Linked DNA regions of Mus musculus: region 2 is linked to region 1. Evidence: chromatin contacts called from public promoter capture Hi-C data. All regions are on one chromosome and are shown on one strand. Each heading gives the region's core, a stretch centred on a gene start, on an enhancer-like site or on the middle of the called end of the contact. The rest is flanking DNA. Distances are from core to core; before and after follow the strand shown.

Evidence for each region. Promoter capture Hi-C pulls out the DNA fragments that hold promoters and counts their contacts.
Region 2: a promoter capture Hi-C map of liver shows a contact between it and region 1. The contact joins the enhancer-like site here to the promoter of Cyb5b in region 1. A contact is called at or near these places in 16 of 39 promoter capture datasets (the 3T3-L1 cell line, the C10 cell line, the HPC-7 cell line and 11 more), 2 of 15 datasets of contacts at CTCF or cohesin (CD8 T cells and the NIH/3T3 cell line), 8 of 484 Hi-C or Micro-C datasets (the AML12 cell line, B cells, bone marrow-derived macrophages and 5 more), 42 of 115 datasets of contacts at active chromatin or transcription factors (the 230-238 cell line, CD8 T cells, DN3 thymocytes and 31 more) and 3 of 9 other capture datasets (adipose tissue, liver and pancreatic islet).

The regions. Positions count from the first base shown.
Region 1 is chr8:107,147,763-107,152,744 of GRCm38.p6, reverse strand. It overlaps Cyb5b (cytochrome b5 type B), which reads right to left and starts at 2,084. Exons shown (of 5, transcript NM_025558.5): 1 at 1,872-2,084. The coding sequence starts at 2,033.
Region 2 is chr8:107,309,267-107,314,248 of GRCm38.p6, reverse strand. The region is part of intron 2 of Nfat5 (nuclear factor of activated T cells 5); the gene reads right to left. Among named protein-coding and RNA genes, the nearest start is that of Nfat5, 18 kb to the right of the region's middle. Within about 2 kb of position 2,203, at least 1 of the 459 cell types and tissues checked has an H3K27ac peak or open chromatin away from gene starts, as enhancers often do. A contact at or near this core is called in liver, where this site is marked.

The DNA of each region.
Region 1 (4,982 bases), core at 835-3,334:
TCAAACAAACAAACAAACAAACAACAACAAAATGTTGGCCCAAGATTGACATTACACAGCCATAATTCTAGTGCTTGGGAGGTAGAGGAAGAAGAACCAGGAATTCTAGGTTATATAAGATCCTATCTCAAAATAACAATTGATACAGCAAACAGCTAGGCTGGGGGCATAAGGGGTTTGGTTCAGTGTTTGCCCTGTACTCATCTAAGGCCCTGGGTTCAAGCCAAAAAAACATTGTTTTAAAAGGAGGAAAAAGCCGGGCGTGGTGGCACACGCCTTTAATCCCAGCACTCGGGAGGCAGAGGCAGGCGGATTTCTGAGTTCGAGGCCAGCCTGGTCTACAGAGTGAGTTCCAGGACAGCCAGGGCTACACAGAGAAACCCTGTCTCGATAAACCAAAAAAAAAAAAAAAAAAAAAGAGAGAGAGAGAGAGAGAGAGAGAGAGAGAGAGAGAGAGAGAGAGAGAAAACAAGAACTGGAGAAATGGCTCAGTGGTTAAGAACACTGACTGTTCTTCCAAAGGTTCTGAGTTCAAATCCCAGCAACCACATGGTAGCTCACATCAGATGCTCTCTTCTGGTGCGTCTGAAAACAGCTACAGTGTACTTACACATAATAAATAAATGCATAAATCTTTAAAAAAAAAAAAAGAATCTTTAGGCTGGGCAGTGGTGGCGCCTTTAATCCCAGCACTTGGGAGGCAGAGGCAGGCAAATTTCTGAGTTTGAGGCCAGCCTGGTCTACAGAGTGAGTTCCAGGACAGCCAGGGCTACACAGAGAAACCCTGTCTTGGAAAAAAAAAAAAAAAAAGATTGACAGTCAGCAAAGGAACAAGAGAGTAACATCTTAGTGGGGTGAAATGTTCTTTTTCCTTACTGTAGTGACTACATGGTCAAATACACTTGTCAAACCCCAGCTAGAGGTGTAATATAGTTGACAGTGTTTGCCTAATAAGCATGAGCGATCTGATCCCTAGAAAGGCATATACAGGAAGATTAGAAGTTCAAGGTCTACAGAGACTATGTAATAAGCTGAAAAACGCCCTGTCACAAAGAGGAAAATTATCTGTGGCCCAACAGTCTCAAAGAGATCTTGAGTAATAAGATTTGATTTGAAGCACTAACAAAAGGGTTGAAAGCCAGGTGTTGGTGGCCCACACATTTAACCCCAGCGTTCAGAAGGCAGAGGCAGAAGGATCCCTGAGTTCGAAGCCAGCCTGCTCTACATAAAAGTTCCACGGACACACACACACACACACACACACCCCACACACTCTACTGCCTAACCAGGAACAGGGGTGGGAGGAATCTCAGCTCACTGGATAAGAGCACATGTGCACATGTTCTGTTTTCTCGGAAGATCCAGTACCCAACACCCACATCAGGAGGCTCACAACCTCCTCTTATCCAGCTCCTGGGGTTCTGACCTCTGGCACCAAACGCAGATGCAGATGCCCCCACCCCCACCCCCACCCCCCCCACATACAAAATTTAATTGTTTTTACTTTTTAAAAAAACTGCCTTCTCCTCTAGAAAATAAAAGCCCCCCAAAGCACTGCTTTCTAAGGCATACTTCCTGGAAAGGAGCAGTTCTGAACTGGGCTCGATTAGGTCGTTAAGTGTGTGCCCTTGAGAGCTCCCGGCCTCCGTGAGCCTCAGTTTCTCTTTATGGGAAACGGGTTGATGGCCTGGCGTGTGATCTAGCATCCTGCAAGTGCTCCATGCATTGAGAAACGCACGTTGTCAGTCGAGGCTGAGACTGCAGCCCCTCCGAGGGTCACGGTTCCTTCCGGGCGCCGGACAGCCACGCGTGGCCTCTCCCCACCCCCACCCCGGCAGCGCGCGGAGGCCTCCCGCCTCCCCGGCCCGCACCTCGCTGAGGAAGCGGGTGATATCGTAGACTCGCCCGTGGATCACCATCCACGTCTCTTCCGCCGAGTTTCGCTTCGCCACCTCCTCCAGCCGGTAGTAGGTGACGGAGGGCTCGGAGCCCTCGACCTTCTCGCCACTGCCGCTGGCCTCCGGGGTCGCCATGGGATCCGAAGCCCTCTCCGCCGCTATCTGGGCTTCCACCGCTAACTTCCTTGACTTGCCGGCCCGCGCTGGGTCCTCCTCGGCTTCCGTAACCGGGTAAACCTGGTCCGACGTCCGACTGGCCAATCGGCGTCGACCAGCCCCTCCAACCTTGCCAATCAGATATCGTGATTTTGGACCAGCGCCTAAACGTGGCCGGGTGACAAGTGTCACCACAGGAGAGCATTCTCTCTGCTCGGCCCATGGGCAGGCCCGGCCCTAAAAGAAAAGAGCCGGTTTCCAGCGTCTCTTTTCCCTTCCTGCCACCCTGGGTCCCCGAATGAACGGACCCGCATTTTCCCTTGATCTTCCCATCCAGAATTGCAGCCCCCGGGGTTACAAGCTTTGCTGTCCCCCAGACTGGTTCCCTTTAGGCTCCAAAAGGCTCAACAATTAAAATGGGTGTGGTGACCTCTACCTTCCTTGCCCAGAGGTTTGGGATGTGTGTTAAAGAGAGTGTGCTAAGAGAGGCGTGAGCCCAGCAATCCACTGTGTAAATCACAAGTGGCGTTGGACTCCATGGCTCTTAGGTACAAGGCCTTAGGACAGCAGTTGGGGCAAGGGTAGATGTCCTAAGTTTCTTCCACTACTGACAAAACAATCTCTAACTGAATTCTTCAGTGATCAGGGCTCATCTACACTGTTTTAGTTTCTAAATGGCCTAAAATAGGATTTACTTCAAATGACCCTTGCTAAAAGTCTAGGTAATTTGGAATTCTAAGTTAATGTGCAAGGTTGCGAGCCTTTCTCTTTAATTGCGGTGAAAACTAAGAGGCTGATCATCCTAAAATGTTTCACGGTGTTACTTCACAACCTAGCACTCATGACTCTGTAAACTATTTGCAACCTCTTTCACTAATATTTTATTGTTTGTTTGTTTGTTTAGAAATGTATCAGTATGTAAGCCTGGTTGTCCTGGAACTCAGAGGCCTCTGCCTCCCATGTGCTGGCTTAAAAGGACACCACCATGTCTACTTTCCATAACCTAAGTTCCTAATTACACAAACTATGTACTGTAGTTTGCTCTGATGGCTCTCATAAATACTGACCAAAACCAGCTGGAGAAGTAGAAGGTTTATTATGCTTGCAGGTTATAAGCCATTGTCTTAGTCAGGGTTTCTATTCTATGCACAAACATCATGACCATGAAGCAAGTTGGGGAGGAAAGGGTTTATTCAGCTTACACTTCCACATTGCTGTTCATCACCAAGGAAGTCAGGACTGGAACTCAAGCAGGTTAGGAAGCAGGAGCTGATGCAGAGGCCATGGAGGGATGTTCTTTATAGGCTTGCTTCCCCTGGCTTGCTCAGCCTGCACTTTTATAGAACCACAACTACCAGCCCAGGGATGGCACCACCCACAATGGGCCCTCTCCACTTGATCACTAATTGAGAAAATGCCTTACAGCCGGATCTCATGGAGGCATTTCCCCAACTGAAGCTCCTTTCTCTGTGATAACTCCAGCCTGCATCAAATTGACACACAAAACCAGCCAGCACAGGGGAAAGGCACCACAGTAGAGACTCAGAGCACTTGCTGAGCAAAAGTGACGACTTAACCATTCCCTCCCTCGGCAGTAAAAGCCCGGCAGGCCTTCCTATGCCTGTAATTCTAGTTCTGGGGTGGTGGTGGAGGAAGGCAGCTCCTGAGAGCTTGCTGGCCATCTGGTAGAGCTGAAAACAGCAAGCCCCAAGTTCAGGGAGAGACTTTCTTTCAGGGAACCTGAAGAGGAATGACAGATGAAGACACGTGACCACTCCTCCAGCTTCCTTGTGCATGTAGGAGTGAGCACACAGATTTGTAAACTGCATATCCCTACAAAACAGTGAAAATGAAACACAGAGCAAAGAGCTTGCTTCTTGTATCGCCATTCTCCCACAGACCCTATTATAAAATTTGTGAGGCAGTAAGATTTCCAAAAAAAAAATCCAGAAAGTTATACGTGGTTGAATTTAGGGCTTATGGAAAATCTGCATCAGCTCCACCTTTAAAAAGTACATTTACGGCCCCTAATGGAGGAGCTAGAGAAAGTACCCAAGGAGCTAAAGGGAACTGCAACCCTATAGGTGGAACAACAATATGAACTAACCAGTACCCGGGAGCTCTTGTCTTTAGCTGCATATGTATCAAAAGATGGCCTAGTCGGCCATCACTGCAAAGAGAGGCCCATTGGACTTGCAAACTTTATATGCCCCAGTACATGGGAATGCCAGGGCCAAAAAGGGGGAGTGGGTGGGTAGGGGATTGGGGGGGTATGGGGGACCTTTGGGATAGCATTGAAAATGTAAATGAGGAAAATACCTAATTAAAAAAAAAGTACATTGACTTGCTTATGGGGGTGGGGAGGGGTCCCTATAGAGGTCAGAGGAGAACCTGTAGTGGTCAGTTCTCTCCTTCTACCATGTAAAATCCAAAGATCAAACTCAAAGCATCAAGCTTTAGCATTTTTATAAGCTGAGCCATTTCTCTGGCCCCTAATGTGTGTGTGTGTGTGTGTGTTGTTGTTGTTGTTGTTGTTGTTGTTGGGCTCAAAACAAAGGAAAAAAAATCCAAAGAAACCAGTTCTCCTCCAAAAGAAATAAAAAGATAGACTCATAAACAGGCACACACTACGTGTGGCCCCGCCTCTGTGTGTATACATGTGAATGTGCATGTACATGTGTGTGCGTATGTAATTTAATTTCTAGAGATTACGGTCAAAAGCAGGGAAAACATACTTGATAAGTGAACAGCCTGAAAGGGACGTCAGAACAAGTGACTCTCAATATATATATAGTATTTAGTTTTGAGGACAACCTGCAGGAATCGATTCTCTCCATCTACCCTGTAAATCTGAGGGATCAAATTCAGGTCACCCATTCTGGGTGCAAGAGCCTTTACTGGCTCAGCCTTCTTGAGTCCTGTTAATGT
Region 2 (4,982 bases), core at 954-3,453, 160 kb before region 1:
CCCTCAGGGGCTTCTTGTCAGAACTCTTCACAGAGGCTTTAGTACAGGTAAGTTGTCTGTGTTATCTGCCTCTTGTTAACTAAGCCTGAACTCAGAACCTCATATATGCGATGCATGTTTTTACACTATATAAATGTGTTTGTGTGTAGAGGGAGCGAGGAGGGAGAGATTCAGTAAATAATCTTAGCGGAAGTTACATTTTTTCTTTTTTCCTTTTCATTCATTCATTCATTCATTCATTCATTCATTGTTTTTTATTTATTTGTTTTTAAAGACAGGGCTTCTCTGAGTAGTCCCGTAACTTGCTTAATAGACCAAGCTGGCCTTGAACTCAGAGATCCACCTGCCTCTGCCTCCACCATCCAGCTCTTTCTTCTTTCTTTTCTTTTCCCTTTTTTCTTTTACTTACTTATTTATTTATTTTTAAAGATTTTATTTATTTATTTTATATATATGATGAGTATGTAGCTGTTTTCAGACACACCAGAAGAGGGCATCAGACCCCATTACAGATGGTTGTGAGCCACCATGTGGTTGCTGGGAATTGAACTCAGGACCTCTGGAAAGAGCAGTCAGTGCTCTTAACTGCTGAGCCATCTTTCCAGCCCTCCTTTTTTCTTTTAAAGACAGGACCGTACTAGATAGCTCTGGATAGCCTAGAACTGGCTTTGCAGACCAGGCTAACCTCACACTCACAGAGATCCTATACTCACAGGGATATCTTCCTGTCTCTGCTTCCAAAGTGCTGTACCTAAAGGTGTAAAGGTGTGACTACCACTCCCAGCCTAGACTTGCTTTAAAATGTATTAAAGCAGGATACGTTTAAGAAAACTTTTTTAAAAAGTATGTGTATGTAGATGGTAAAGAGACTTGCTCAGTTATCTGTAGAAAATCCATTAATTGTTAATTCAATTTTTTAAAGTAAAATTATATTGGAGCTGAAGAGATTATTCAGCAGTTAAGTCCCCTCACTGCTCTGCAGAGGACTAGAGTTAAGTTCCCAGCATCCATGTTGGGTGGCTCTCAACTGCCTGTAATCCCAGTTGTAAAGGACCACTCTATAGCTAGTGTCCTCTTTGGTCCCCATGGACACCTGCACACACATATGGACATACATTCACACAGACACATACACAGAAATAATAAAAATAAATCTCTAAAAAAGTGTCCTTGGGGCTGGAAAGATAGTATGTATTGCTCTTCCAGAGGACTGAAATTTGGTTGCTAGCACTTATGTCAGACCTATTATTCTAGTTCCAGAAGGACCTGGCATCTCTGGTCTCTATAGACATACATACAATACACATGTGCACATACCTACAAACAGACAGGCAAACACACACACATAAATAAAATTAAAATTTTTAAATCTTAACAACAACAAAAAGGTGAAAATGCTGGGTATGGAAGCACATACCTTTAGCCCAGCACTAGGGAGGCAGAGGCTAGTGGATCTCTGAGTTCAAGGCCAGCCTGATCTACCAGGACAGCAGGACTACACAGAGAAACCCTGTCTCAAAAAAACCAAACCAAACAAACAAATAAAATTTGAGAGGAAAAAAAAAAAAAAAAGACAGAGGTATTAACTATATTTCCCTAAAATTAAGTTTGATTTGAACATCAGGTAAAAAGTCATTAAATGACTTTTAGCTTGAGATTAAGACAATTTCCAACTATTTTTGAAATGGTACTAAACATAGTTTTACTATTTTGTACTATGTATTATGCCAAGGTGTATTCTTGCATTGAAGATTACAAAATCAAAATATCAATCAGCTCTGAAAAAACACTGAATGTGCTCTACACTCTGTGGTATCAAAATTCAGCCAAAATTTAACTCTTATGCAAAGATAATAACATTCATCTCATTAATATGCAAATTTTCTTTTGTATTTAATAAACAGTAAAATTACATATACATATACCAAATAATTTTTTAAAATAAATCTATTGATTTATTAGCAGTAAATGTTAGATCTGTATATTGACTTCATATACCTATAGAGTCATATAAAACTTTCTTAGGCCTAAAGAGTTATGAGTAGAAAAGAAAAAAAGAAGTCTTAAACTAAACAATCCTACTTGTTAATACAAAGTAACTTTTCTCAAATCAATTCATTTGGCAAGATACACTAGCAACCAGATTCCAGTTCTTGGCAGTTTCAACTAACAAGTGATAAATTTCTGTGAATTTGCTAAAGTAGTCAAGTACAAATAGGTTAATGAACAACTAGAAGACTGAAGTAAATTCAGTACTCCATTAATTATAGCTAAAATCAGCATCTAGAAAGAAAAAAAATGGCTCTAATGAGGGACTAGGTTACAATAAAAATTTTTGACTTCAGTTTGATCCCCAGATGAAACATAAGAGAAGGAAGGAGCTGATTTTAAAATATTGTCTTCTGACTTCCATATCTGTGCCATGGCACAGGTGCCCCCTGCCATCATATACATAGTAATATAACAATAACAACAACAATAATGACTTTACTTTTCAGAGCATTTTATTTGTGACTAAGTTTCATACAACTCAGGCTGCTCTCAAACTGACTATGTAGCTGAGGATAACCTTGAACTCCCAATTTTCTTGCCTCTACTGGGATTATAGGCATGAATCATGAAGCTTGGAAAGCTTGTGTTCTTTCACTATACAAAATGTAATATCTCGAGGATTAGAAAGATGGCTCAGTAATTAAAGAGTATTTAATTGTTTTTTCCAGAGGACCTAGGTTCAATTTTCAGCACCCTGGTAGCTTATAATCATCTGTAAGTCTAGTTCCAGAGGATCTGAAGCCCTCTTCTGGCCTCCTGCAGGCACCATATATATATGCAGGCAAAACACCCATACATATAATTTAATGGTGCATTTTCTTCTAATAATGAACTTATATCAGTTTACCATCTTATCTCATCCTTATTTCTGATTCTACATACTAGACAGTTTAGGATCAAACCACTCTTGTATTCTCAGAATTACTAGTGTCATTAATAGAATCCTGGATACTATAGTGGTGGAAACAGGAGTATTCAAAAGTTTAAAGCTTGACTAGGTCACAGAGTGAATTCTAGAGGAGCCTGGACAATCTGCTAAGGCTGTCTCAGAATAACAAGTGAAAGGAAAGGTGGCATGCACAGTAGTTCTCAGAAGCTGTGCCCATAATACAAGTGTTGAGTCAAGTATCTATTTGGCAAACATCATTTCATTTCAGCTCCCTCCTCAGATATTTTACTATAACATGGGAAGAGAGGACTAGGCAAAGGTCATAATTTTAAAAGTTGATCAATAAAATAACCAACATTTGTCAGTTATTCCATGCATTCATATTTAGGAAGTACACATATATACAAATCTCAAATTATATCAAAACCTTAGTTTGGTATAGGCAAAAATAGATCTAGAAAAATATATATTTGAACCTGGAATTTTCTTTTCCTTTTTGTTTTGTTTTGTTCAATGGTTTCACTCAACAGCTGAGGCTGTCAGGGAACTCAATGTTTGCCCAGCTAGCCTTAAACTTTAAATTCTACTGCTTCAGTCTTCTGAGCAGCTGTATTTCAAACCTATATGATCAGTTCTAGCCATTTATAAATACAGTTAAATACATGTGTAAAATTGTTCTCTACAGTACTGTTTATGAAAAGAGAACTGGAAACACCCTAAATGTAAATGTCATCAATGCAAGAGTGATAAATAATGACTCAAATCATATCATGATAGATTAGTCATTAAAAACACAGATTTGGACCACATCAAATGTCCACTCTGTAACAAACTATTAAGTAAAGCAGGCTATAAACAGTGTAAAATTATTCCAAAAAAAAAATCTAGGGCTGAAAAGATGACTCGCAGGTTAAAAGTACTTGAACTATGTACAGCTCTATCAGAGAACCAACTTCATTTCCCAATACCCAGGCTGGGCATCTCATAACCATGTTAACTACAACCTTAGGGGATCTGATTTCCCCTTCTGGCCCCCAGTGACACCTGTACACACATTCATGTACCTCCACTTCTCACATGTAATCAAATATAAAATAAATAGATATAGCAGAGCTCAGCCACTATCCCAGTACTTGGGAGGCAGAGGCAGGAGGGTCACCACAAGTTCAAGTTCAACCTGGTCTACACAGTGAATACAACCCAGCAAGGACAATACAAGATCCTGTCTCAAAAATAAATCAAGAGTCCTATTTATGTAATACACACACACACACACACACACACATAATATATTTGAAAAGAAATTTTTACTTTTTTCTTAGTATTTTCATATTGCCTAAAGACTGTTTGGTTCTATACTGAAACAAGGTCTCAATATGCAGCTCTGGTTGGCCTTCTTATAGACCAAGCTAGCATCAAACTCAGAGATCTGCCTGCTTCTGCCTCCCAAATGCTAGGATTAAAGGTATATGCTAGCATGCCTAGCATATCTAAAGATCTATAATAAATATCTTCCTTTTAGCAAAAAGTACAGTTAAATTATGCTCCATTTATAACCTAAAGAATGTTCAAATGTACAAAGAAGGAAAAAAAAAACCCAGCTTCTAGAATTCAATTATTTTGAGGGATGGGGCTGCCCACCCACTTCAAAAATATTAATCCAGAATTTCTACTGAAAAAGAAAATGAAGGGATAAAGAATGGAGCAGAGACTGAAAGAAAAGGCCATCCAGAGACTGCCCCACCTAGGGATACATCCTATCTGCAGACACCAAACCCAGACACTATTACTGATGCCAAGAAGTGCTTGCTGACAGAAGCCTGGTATAGCTTTCTCCTGAGAGGCTCTGCCAGAGCCTGACCAATACAGATGCAGATGCACGCAGCCAACCATTGGAGTGAGCCCAGGGGTTCTAATGGAGGAGTTAGGGGAAGGACTGAAGGAGCTGAAGGGGTTTGCAACCCCATAGGAAGAACAAAAAATATCAACCAACCTGACTCCCTAGAGATCTCAAGGACTAAACCACCAACTAAAGAGTACA